Regions from separate parts of the Sus scrofa genome. Here region 1 is linked to region 2. The links are chromatin contacts, called in public Hi-C maps. All regions are on one chromosome and are shown on one strand. Each heading gives the region's core, a stretch centred on a gene start, on an enhancer-like site or on the middle of the called end of the contact. The rest is flanking DNA. Distances are from core to core; before and after follow the strand shown.

Region 1 (5,479 bases), core at 2,795-5,294, 250 kb after region 2:
TTACAAGAAGATCCTGCTGAATAGCATTGAGAACTTTGTCTAGATACTCATGTTGCAACAGAAGAAAGGGTGGGGGAAAAATGTAATTGTAATGTATACATGTAAGGATAACCTGACCCCCTTGCTGTACAGTGGGAAAATAAAAAAAAATTATAAAAAAAATGAAAAATAAAAAATTACGTTCATGATCTGTATTCTGAAAATGATAAAACTTTGATGAAAGAAATCAAATAAGACCTAAATAGATGGAGAGAGATACTATGCTTATGGATTGGAAGTTTCAATATTGTTAAGATGGCAATTTTCCCCAAAGTGATCTACAGATTCAGTGCAATCCCAAGTAAAATCTCAGTAAGATTTTTTAGTAGATATCAATAAGCTGCTTTTAAAATGTATATGGAAACTAGAACAGCCAAGCCAATTAAAAAAGTTTGAGAAGCCAGGCTACCTAGTTCAAGACTTATCATAAAGCTACAATAATGAAGATATTCTTGTATTGGTGAAAGGATAAACACATAGATCAACTGAATAAAGAGCCTAAAAATAGAACCACAAATATATTTTAAATTGACTTTCAACAAAATCATAAAGGCAATCCAATGGAGAAAGATGACTTTCAATGACTAATGCTGGAAGAATTAGACACCTATATAACAACAACAATAATAATAATTACTATCATAGCAATAATAACATGAACCCATACGTCTATAATGCTTATAGAAGATAACATAAGAGAAAAATCTTTGTGGGCTTGATTTAAGCAATAAATTCTTAGATACTAAAGCTAAAAACAATCCAATTGATAAACTGAATATGGCAAAACTGAGAACTTTGCTCTTTGGAAGATAGTGTTATGAAAATTAAAAAAAAAAACCCACAGACTGTGATAAAATATTTGCAAAGCACATAGCTGATAAATGGCTTATATAGAGAATATATAGATGTTAGAATGTGAATGTCAACTAGACTGGTTGTGGTGATCATTTTGCAGCATATACATATTATATACATATAATGAATCATTGTTTTGCACCTGAGACTAATGCAATGTTATATGTCAATGACATCTCGGTTGAAAAGAGGAGAACTGTTTTCATTTTTTACAATTCGATTATAAGGACTCAAACAAACTTCATAAAACATGGGCAAAAATCTGTAATATGTCACCGAAGAAGCTATATGGATGGACAATAAGCATGTGAAAAGATACACAATATCACTGGTCATAGGTCATGCAAATAAAAACCACAATGAGCTACAACTACATATCTATTAGAATGGCCAAAAGAAAAGAAAACCCCATGATAATAAGTGCTGGTGTGTACGTGAAACAGCTGGAACTTTCTACGCGGCTGGTAGGAATGAAATGGTTAACTGTTTCTGGAAAACTGACAATTTCTTATAAAGGTAAATATATCCATACTAGAGGACCCAACTCTTAGGTATTAATTAAGAGAAAAACCTAAACTCATGATCACACAAAACCAGCATTTGAATGTTTATAGCAATTTTATTAATAGTCACCAAAAAATTAGAAATAACCCAAATGTCCTTCAACATTTATTTAATGGATAAAGAAACTATGGCACATCCTTGCACTGGAATACTTCTCAGCAATACAGAGGAACAAACTTCGGATAGGTGCAGCTTGTGTCTATTTGAAGTGAATCATGCTACTCGAAAGTCAGGTCTGAATGGCTATGTACTGTACGATTCCAGCTCCATGACATTCTGGAAAAGCCAGATTATGTAGACACATCAGATCGATGATTGTCCGGGGCTGGGGCTGAGCCATCAGGGTTGACTACAAAGGGTTTAGGGTAGCGATGGAAATATTTTATGCCTTGATTGTGGTGATAGTTACATAGACATATTTGTTGAAACTGGGAGTTCCTGTTGTGGTGCAAAAGAAATGAATCTGACTAGTATCCATGAGGATGCAAGTTCTATCCCTGGCCTCGCCTCGCTCAGTGGGTTGGGGACCCCGTGTTGTTGTGAGCCTTGGTGTAGGTCACAGAGGCAGCTTGGATCCCACATTGCTGTGGCTGTAGCGTAGGCTGGCAGCTGCAGCTCCAATTCGACCCCTAGCCTGGGTACCTCCATATGCTGTGGATACGGTCCTAAAAAGGCAAACAAACAAACAAACAAAAAAACCTGATAGAGCTGTATATTAAAAAGAGTGAATTTTGCTGTATATAAATTATACCCTAATGAAATATAAATCTGAAAGAAATCTAAACTGTTTATAATAGAAAGTGAAAAACCAAACCAGTTCCCCAAGTGATCCGATGTCTAGAGACAGTAAAGATTGTGTGCTGTTTTCTGGGTGGGAAAATGGGCCGCAAAGGGCTCAGGGTCTGATAACCCCTCTGCAAAAGGACTGACCTCCCAGGGGTTGCAGCTCTGGGCTCAGCCCTGCTCCCCTCACTAACGCTTGCAGGCTGCCTTCTGACCAGTGTCTGATGGGAGGTGAGTTCCGCCCATCCTGGCCTCCGTGGTACCCGGACATGGGGAGTTCAGGGAGACCTCTGATGCCCTGGTGACCTGTGATTTGCCAGTGTGGGTGCCACATGGGTGCCACACATGCCATGGTCTCCAAACCCCAGGTGAAGCTCCAGCCTGCTCCTTGAGGCAAACCCTCAGTTCATGTGAAAGGGTCCCAAAGCCACCAGAGTGGCATTTTCATCAGCATCAACTGTGGAACAGCCTGTGTTTTCAGGGTCCCTGGCCAGGAGTGAAGGCCCCTTTTGTTAACAGTCACTTTATCCTCTCCGCCCACACCGCGGGCCCAGCAGGAAGGATGAAGGGGGCAACAGATGTTCTCAGGCTGCGGAGTGGCGGCCCAGCCGGGAGGATGAGGTGGGGGAAAGGCCAGCCTGTCCACCATTCCCAACTTCCCCGCTTGCTCGGGTTTAAGCAGAACCCTGCTGGCTCCAGGAAGCCCCTCCGCCTTTGCACGTGTAGACTTTCCTCAGGCGTTGGTTCTGTTGAACCGCCGGGTTAACCAGCAAGATGGGCAGGTGTGACCAGTAGTTGGAAGGTCTGTACTTTGAGAAAGTGCCTCTTGACACTGCTGAGGTTCTAGAAAGGTGACAAATGAGGAGGAGGAGGAGGAAAGAAGGATGGAGCATTCACAGGTTAAGAGGCTGCTGTCTCTCTAAAGGAGAAGCTTTCCAGAGCCCCCCCCCGCCCCCCCCAAGCCGTGACTTGGCTACAACTGGCTCTTTCCAGCCACCCTTCGAAATGTCAGGATACCTTGATGGGACGGAAGGGGAAGGGGTCCTTGAAGGGCCCACACTGCAGGAATAAGGTGTGTGTTGAAGGCTCCTCTGGTCCCCTGTTTCCCCATCAGACGGCAGGGGCCAGGATTCCTGAGCTTTCTACTGCTGAAAGCTGTTGACGAGGCCAAGATCGCCTGGCCGCCCTCCAAGCCAAGCTGCGATGCTGCGCAGCAAAGACAGGGCGGTGGAGCGTTTGTGCAGCTCCCATACCTGGAACAAGATATGCTGAGCCACAAATTACGGCATTCAGATGTCACCACTGCCATCTGACATTGAGTTTCAGCTGTTGACGTCTTCATTACTGCCTGCAGGTCCCAGGTTGCGGGGCGGGGGTGGGGGGAGGAGGGGGAGACGGGTGTGAGACAGGTTCATGTTACACCCAGAGCAATAACACCCACCAAGGGGAGTCAGGCTGGTTGGCAGACCCTAAGGTGCAGAAGCTCTGCATCCATCGGTTGCTTTGTGGGTGGTGGGGGGTGCCTGCATGTGTGTGTGTGTGTGTGTGTGTGTGTGTGTGTGTGTGTGTGTGTGTGTGTGTGTGTGTGTTTATTCCTCCTCCAGGCCCCATCCTGTAACAGCTGAAAGGGATCGGGCAACCGGCTCCAGGAACTTGTTCTCTGCGTGGTTTTCTCATCTCCGTTCGCTTCCGTCAGCCTCCCCCCGCCCATCTGTCAGATCCTTCTTCTCCCCGTCTCTCCTGCTCCTCTTTGAGGTGGTGACTAACCAACACAGCAGTACCCTGGCAGCTCCCTTTCCAGTCTCTCAGCCTCTCTCAGATTAATGGAACAGAAACACGGGCTTGCATCTGATGCCAATAGTCATATCCTGAGTGACCACAGAGAAGGAGATTAAGCGGAGGCACTGGCCCAGCCCCCAGGGGACACGGTTACAGGAAGAAAGCATTTCTTGACAGCAGTGGCTCTGGCTCCCTCTCGCCGGCCCCCTCCTCCTTTCCCAGGCTCCTTTAAGTCCCCTGAATATTTTCTGTAAGATTAATTAAAGTCTATCCAGCAATGGTCCTAGTCACTCAAGAACTGGGTTTTGATCTGCTTTTTTTGATGTACACTCAAAAAAATGATGTGAGCAGGACATACTTCCATATTCTTGTCTTTGATGCAGACCCTGTGCTAATCTGCTCTGGACGTGTGTTTTCAAACAGGGAGACGTAAAGAAGTATATGGTTATCTAGCCTAATGGCTCAACTCCACAAATATCAACTGTGAGCAAATAACTCTTCTGGGAAGATAAAATCCCTGTCTAAAGGGCACTAGTGGGAGCAAGGAGACACAGGCTGAAAATGCCATGACGTGAGGCTGGGTGTGATGAGGGTGGTGGGAGAAACACAGTGAACCCAGGGGGTACAGACTGGTGAAATCCAGGGAGACTTCAGGGAAGAAGTGGCATTTGAGATGAGCCTTGAAGGGAAGGTAGGAGTTTGATGAAGGCAAATAAAAGGAAAAGGCATTGCATGAGAACAGTTCAGCTTGAGCAGAAGCCCAGAGATAAAAGACACCAAGAATTCAGATGGGAGTGGGATTTTGAGTTGAATTGCAGAAATGTGTCCTAAATTTGATGGCTGAGAAGTGGATCTGGAGAGCCTTGAATTAGAAAGCATGGAATGCCAGGCCTAGACGCTGGGAATATTTACTGACAACAGTGGGAGCCATGGAAGGTTATAGAGCAGGGGAGGACAAGAGTCTGCCTTCTTGATTGGACTTTAAGAAAAGTCCCCTTGGGGAAGCCCACAAGGTAGATTACAGGGAGGGGTGAGGAGAGGTGGGGATAGATTCGTGAGGAGGTTTTGGCAATGGCTTGGAAAAGAGTGGAAAATAAGCACTGGACGGGGCTGGCAAGAGACATTGCCAAAAGGGGATTTGCACCTGGTTGGATGTGGGGGGTGAGGCCATGGAAAGAGAAGACATGACACTGAACTTGGAGGGTAGATGCTGGAAGGGTGCTGGTGGCATTGAGAGGGACAGATCTAGAGCAGAAAAGGACAGTGGAGCCTGAGACATCCGGTGTCTAGGAGTGGCGCCTGGGTTGATAAACCTCCTGGGGTGGTATCAGCGTGGATGTTGACAAGAAAGATTGGATTTGAGGATTATCTGTGTAGAGGTGCCAGGTGAGGCCTCAGAGCTAAGGGGATAGTAAAGAGAGAGCATGGGGTGGAGGCAGTGAAGCTCAGATCCCTGGGA
Region 2 (5,591 bases), core at 2,886-5,385:
AACCCGTAAATCCTAGTTTTCTATATAATAATGAAAGAAAAGGTCAAAATCCAGAATTAACTCCTATAAATCTTTACGTTGTTGTTTTAAAAGAATTGGAATATATGAAACTGTAGTATATTTTAGAAATACCATATTGCTGATGTTTTGTTCCGTGTAGTATTTATATTTAATCATCTTTGACTAATGCAAACTTTTAGAAGAAAGAAAATCAGAAAATGATAAGCGGGCAGAATATCTTGATAGTGATTTTTCTCTTTACCACAGTTGCCCAAGATTGAGTTCTTCTTGGATGGATAGTCAGTGATATCTGGAATCTTAAAATGCCAAGACGCAGCAACTAAGATGTGCTACAGCCTAATTTTTAGATAGAAAATTTTGACAGAATTTGTGAAGTCTTTCTAAAACTTGTAGACGACTGTCTTAAAATATTCTGCTTCAAAGTTTAGTATCTTTGCTTGCTTTCTTCGTGACTTTTAAAACTGAAATGGAATCTATAAAACACTGTGATTTTTTTTTTTTTTTTTTTTTTTTTTAATCCTAGCGGTAGTAGCGGTGATGGCAGCCAACAGTCTTGAGCACTTACTAAAAGTCAAAGATTGTTTGTTTTTTTTGGTTTTTTGTTTTAAGGCTGTACCTGCCTTAAGTTCCTGGACTACCAGCCTACTCCACAGCCACAGCAATGTGGGCTCTGAGCCTCATATGGCAGTGCTGGATCCTTAACCCACTGAGTGAGGCCAGGGATCAAACCCGCCTCCTCACAAGACACCATGTCGGGTTCTTAACCCCCTAAGGCAGTGAGTTCCCAGCTATGGGAACTCCAAACGTTGTTCTTTGTGTTTCACTTACATTACCTGATTTAATCCTCACAGCAGTCCTGGGAAGTAGGTTCTGCACAGATGAAGCAGAGGCACAGAGGCCTTAATTTAAGGTCATACCACCCATAAGTGGTAGAACCAGGCTTTGGACTCTGGCATCAATATTCCTACCCTGCTGCATTATACTTCCTTAATACTTACTGACATCATCTTAAAAAGAGCTTGTCTGTTTTGGAAAGTCTCAGTTTGGGACGGAGGTTAATGATTGAGACTATCTTAAATATTTTTTAAAAGGATAATTGAATCCAAAACTTTATTTTTTCTTGAACACATGGTACTAAGTACATTTTAAAGTATTAATAATAGGGGTTCTCCCTCGTTGATTCAGATTTTCTTCTGTATTTTGAAGGTTTTGTATTTTGATTGCTTACATGCTGATTAAGAACATTGCTTTTAAAGTACTATCAGAGTTCCCGTCTGGCTCAGTGGTTACCAACCAAACTAGTTTCCACGAGGACGAGAGTTCTATCCCTGGCCTCGCTCAGTGGGTTAAGTATCCAGCGTTGCTGTGGCTGTGGTGTAGGCCGGTGGCTATAGCTCCCTCTGGACCTCTAGCCTGGGAACCTCCTTATGCAGCAGCAGCCCTAAAAAGACAAAAACAAACAAGAAAAAGTACTGTTAAGTACTTATTAACTTGAATCCTCAGGGAAAAAAAGATGAAACTTGGAAGTTTGAAAATTAGTACTCACTTTGCTCAATCACTAATAATATCTCTTTTTTTCCAAAAGTATATTGTAGACATGTAATTTGATTTAGTGTTTGCTCTAGTTGCAGTGCTCTGTACTATCCAGTTGAGGGCAGCTATTTACCAATTTTAAAAAATGAGTTGAATTAGAATGTCATCACTTTGTGTTTGCCAAACCTTGCTATCCAGTGTAAAACACAACATCTGATATACAAAACTGCTGTAATTTTCATTTGTTATTACTGCAAATAACTTCCTGAAGATGAAAAACTAGTTTTACTTCATAATAATTTCTGCCCTCTTAAATGAACACTGTTTATTTTAAATTTTCCCAGTCCAAATTCCTTTCAATTCCAAACCACCCCCCCTTAGGATCAGTCTCCAAGATTAGAGAGGTTGCTCTCTTTCTTTTCTTCAAACTCTCTGCATGTAAATGCATGTGGTTATAAAGTTCTTTGAGGGCCTTTAAATATAAAAGTAAAAAATTATAATTTTCACTAGGGTTATCTTCGTTAATGAGTGGATTGTGTGAAAGGAGAATTTAGAGTTGATCTGTTTGGTTCATTTTTCTCTGCAGAATGAATACGTTAAACGTGTGACATATGGTACATTCTTCTAATTTTTCTGTATTGAAATACACGAAGTTCAAATTATATTTTCTCTGTGGTTCAGAGAAATTAATTTTGAGGGGTTATTTAACTAACTGATTTCAAAGATATGACTGAGACAGATTTTTTTTTTTGAGACTAAAGAATGTCAGTCTATATAAAACTGTAGGTAATATTAACAGAGTAGACACTGACAGTCACTTGGAGGGGGCATTCCACAGGAGCTGCTTCAACAAAGGGAATTTTCTAATAAGGAGAAAAAGACACACTGTGACGGAGGTTATGTTGTTTTAGAAAAAAGGATTAGACTTGTGTTAAGGGATAAAGTGAGCATCAGAGGAGATGCCGAGACTAGAGTAAGGCAGGAGACATTGATTCTGCAAGGCGGTAAGCTCTCTCATGGGGCTTTCGACGTGCTTATCTGAGATACCTGTCTCTCCTTTTTCTACCTTATCACCTTACAGATTTCCAGTACCCTCTCTCCTATTCCTAGATCTCTGTTGGGTTTTTTCAGCGATTATATTCTTACTCATTTACTTTTCTATTAAAACAATTTTAAAATTGTGATTCAGTACCCATTTCCCATTTTAACCATGTTTAAGTGGCATTAAATACATTCACAATGTTGTGCAACCATTCCCACTGTCCATCTCCCGAACTAACTTTTATCTTTTCCAACAGAAATTCTGTACCCCTTAAACACTAACTCCTCATTGCTTTCTCCCCCACACCCCTGGCAACCACCTTTCTGCTTTCTATCTATAAATTTAACTACTCTAGGGACCCCATCTAAATGGAATCATATAATAGTTATCCTTTTTTGACTGACCTATTTCATTTAGTATTGTGTCTTCAAATTCATCCATGTTGTATCACAATTTTCTTCCTTTTTAGGCTGATGATTATTCCCTTGTATGTGACTGTACCACATTTTTTTACCCATCCATCCATCAGTGGCTACTTAGGTGTTTCCACCTCTTGGCTGTTGTGAACATGCGGCTGTGAACACGGTTGTTCAGATATCTGTGTGAGCCCTGCTTTTAGTTCTTTGGGGTGTGTACCCAGAAGTGGAATTGAGGGTCACGGAGTAACTTTTTGAGGGATCTCCAAATTTTCCACAGTAGCTGCATGCATTTTACATTCCCACCAGCAGTGCACAAGGGTTCCAGTTTCTCCACATCCTTGCCAACACTTGTTTTTCTGTGGACGTTTAAAGAAAACCTATATTAATGGGTGTACAGAATGGTTCTGTTCTTGATCTGCATTGTCTAATGACTAGTGATAATGACCATCTTTATGTGGGCTTATTGCTCATTTATATATCTTCTTTGGAGGAATTTAGTTGTTTATTTTCTTGACCTAAAAATGTCACTTTTGCTAATGATTTTGCATTTTTAATTACATTTTAAGTTGTGATGTCAGAGAAAGATGTACTTTAAAGAAAGTAGCAACATGGCAGGACTAGGGGTGTTTGTTGTGTGTGGATTCTAGCAGCCCACTTTGTATTTAATAAGACAGATTTCCAAAGTCAAAGAAATCACCCATTTCTGACAGTCTCCTTTCTACTTCTCTCCATCTCATTCTAAATTCCCACTTATAAAAATCCATAAAAGCAGTTGAAAGGAGAGATAAATGAGATGACTGGCTACTGGAAGAAGAAAATAGAATGGAAGGAAAGTAGCTGAACATTGTGAATGGATAATTCACACCTATTAAAACTACTGGCTATTAATTCTCACACTAGGCTTTTTTTTTTTTTTAATCATCTCCATAATGGCCTAGTTCATGGGTTTGAATGTGAAATGTAGCATAAAGATTAATTAACTCTGGCATAAGTAGTTAATTTAGGGAGTTTGAGATAATGCTGTAAAGATATGTTTGGGGCCACTCTGAGGAGTCTGCATCTCCAACCTTTATCTGAAGTACTGGGGACCCACTGAAAGTCCTTGAGTAGACACATTCCCACTGTGTGTCATAGCAAGACATAAATAACTGTGGTATATTAGAGAAAGTAGGCCCTAAGGATCTGTGATGAGCTGGTTAGTTATTACTCATTTTACTACAATTCCTTCCCATCACAGGTTACATTCATAAATACTTGGGTTTTTAAATATATTTAATCAGCCACATGACTGTTATACTTTCAAGTGGAATCACTAAGTGTTTCAGAATTATAGAGATTGAACTGAAATTTGCAAACAACTAAAATGTCTCCTGATAAGATTAATCTGAAGTGTGTATTAATAGCTATAGAGAGTTAGAGTCGATTTAGTGGGACTGTGAGATAAAGAATGGTACTTATACGAAAAAAAAAAAAAGAATGATACTTATGGAAGAGGAAAAGAGAGCATGTTTAAGACAAATTCTTGAAGATATAGTGCTCATTCTGAATGTCTCTAAGAGCAAATACATGTCTCTATTTTCTGAGCATGAATAACCATTGTCCATAAATTTGAAGCACAATTCAAAACATTCTTAAAATATTAATGCTGATATTGGGTGAGGAAGCCTTTTTAATAAGATATGTTAGAGAAAAATACAAGGCTAGCTTTTGGATTTTTGTAAATGCTTTCACTTTCTAGGGAATTACCTAGGTTAGGCCCTGGAGAAGTTTTCCAAGGGACCCTACAGCACAGCCCTGCTTTGGTTGTGTTCACATTACTGACTCTGTATGGGAGGTTCACCAGCTGTTTGACTGGCAGGAGCAGGAGCTTTCACTTCAGTAGTTTATAATTCCTGGCTATTCTAGGATAGTTTGCACTTCAGCAAGCCTCAGACAGGTCAGGACATTTGGTAGGAGAAGGTTGAAAGACAAAAGCAGCAGGCCTTGGGTTCTCAGCCTTTTATTTTTTTTTAATTAGAAAGTTATATTTTAATTTGCTGGCTAGGGTTTTTAGTAATGTGCCTGTATTACATGTAAAGAGTGTTCATCGGCCCAGAGGAGTTTTAAAATGTCAAAACCTGGAAAAGCTACTCTAAACCATGGCTTGGTTCCTGTTGATCTGAAAAATGTGAAAGAGCCTCTTCCGCATCAAACTGTGATGAAGATATTTAGCATTAGCATCATTGCCCAAGGCCTCCCCTTTTGTCGAAGACGGGTAAGTCTCCCACATTTGAAAAGTAGGAATATTTATTTAAATAAATGACTTTTGCCTTCTTTGGTGAAGAAATGCTACAGATTTCAATGGATGTTTATAAGTAAAACTATCAGGGCATTAAGTAGCCAGTGACATCGTATGTAAGCGGTAGACTTGATAATAGGATAGAGCAGCCCGGGAGGCCAAGGTTATCCACTTCACCTTTCTGTGACATTACAACGCTTTAAACTTCCTTAAAATTGGTAAATGTAAAAACTATGTTTTGAGGTATGTTGACAAATACTAAACCCCCAAATTTGCGGCTTTAATTTTGTGGGAAAAG

What was found. A called contact is a pair of places that touch in the nucleus more often than the background predicts.
Region 1: a contact with region 2 is called in a Hi-C map of epiblast stem cells, with 1.8 times the contacts expected there. The contact joins two enhancer-like sites. A contact is called at or near these places in 3 of 47 Hi-C or Micro-C datasets (embryonic fibroblasts, epiblast stem cells and fetal heart ventricle).

What each region holds. Positions count from the first base shown.
Region 1 is chr8:76,887,422-76,892,900 of Sscrofa11.1, forward strand. No RefSeq gene overlaps it. Among named protein-coding and RNA genes, the nearest start is that of GATB, 330 kb to the right of the region's middle. Within about 2 kb of position 4,045, at least 7 of the 83 cell types and tissues checked have an H3K27ac peak or open chromatin away from gene starts, as enhancers often do.
Region 2 is chr8:76,632,621-76,638,211 of Sscrofa11.1, forward strand. All of the region lies in intron 2 of FBXW7 (F-box/WD repeat-containing protein 7), which reads left to right. Among named protein-coding and RNA genes, the nearest start is that of FBXW7, 150 kb to the left of the region's middle. Within about 2 kb of position 4,136, at least 6 of the 83 cell types and tissues checked have an H3K27ac peak or open chromatin away from gene starts, as enhancers often do.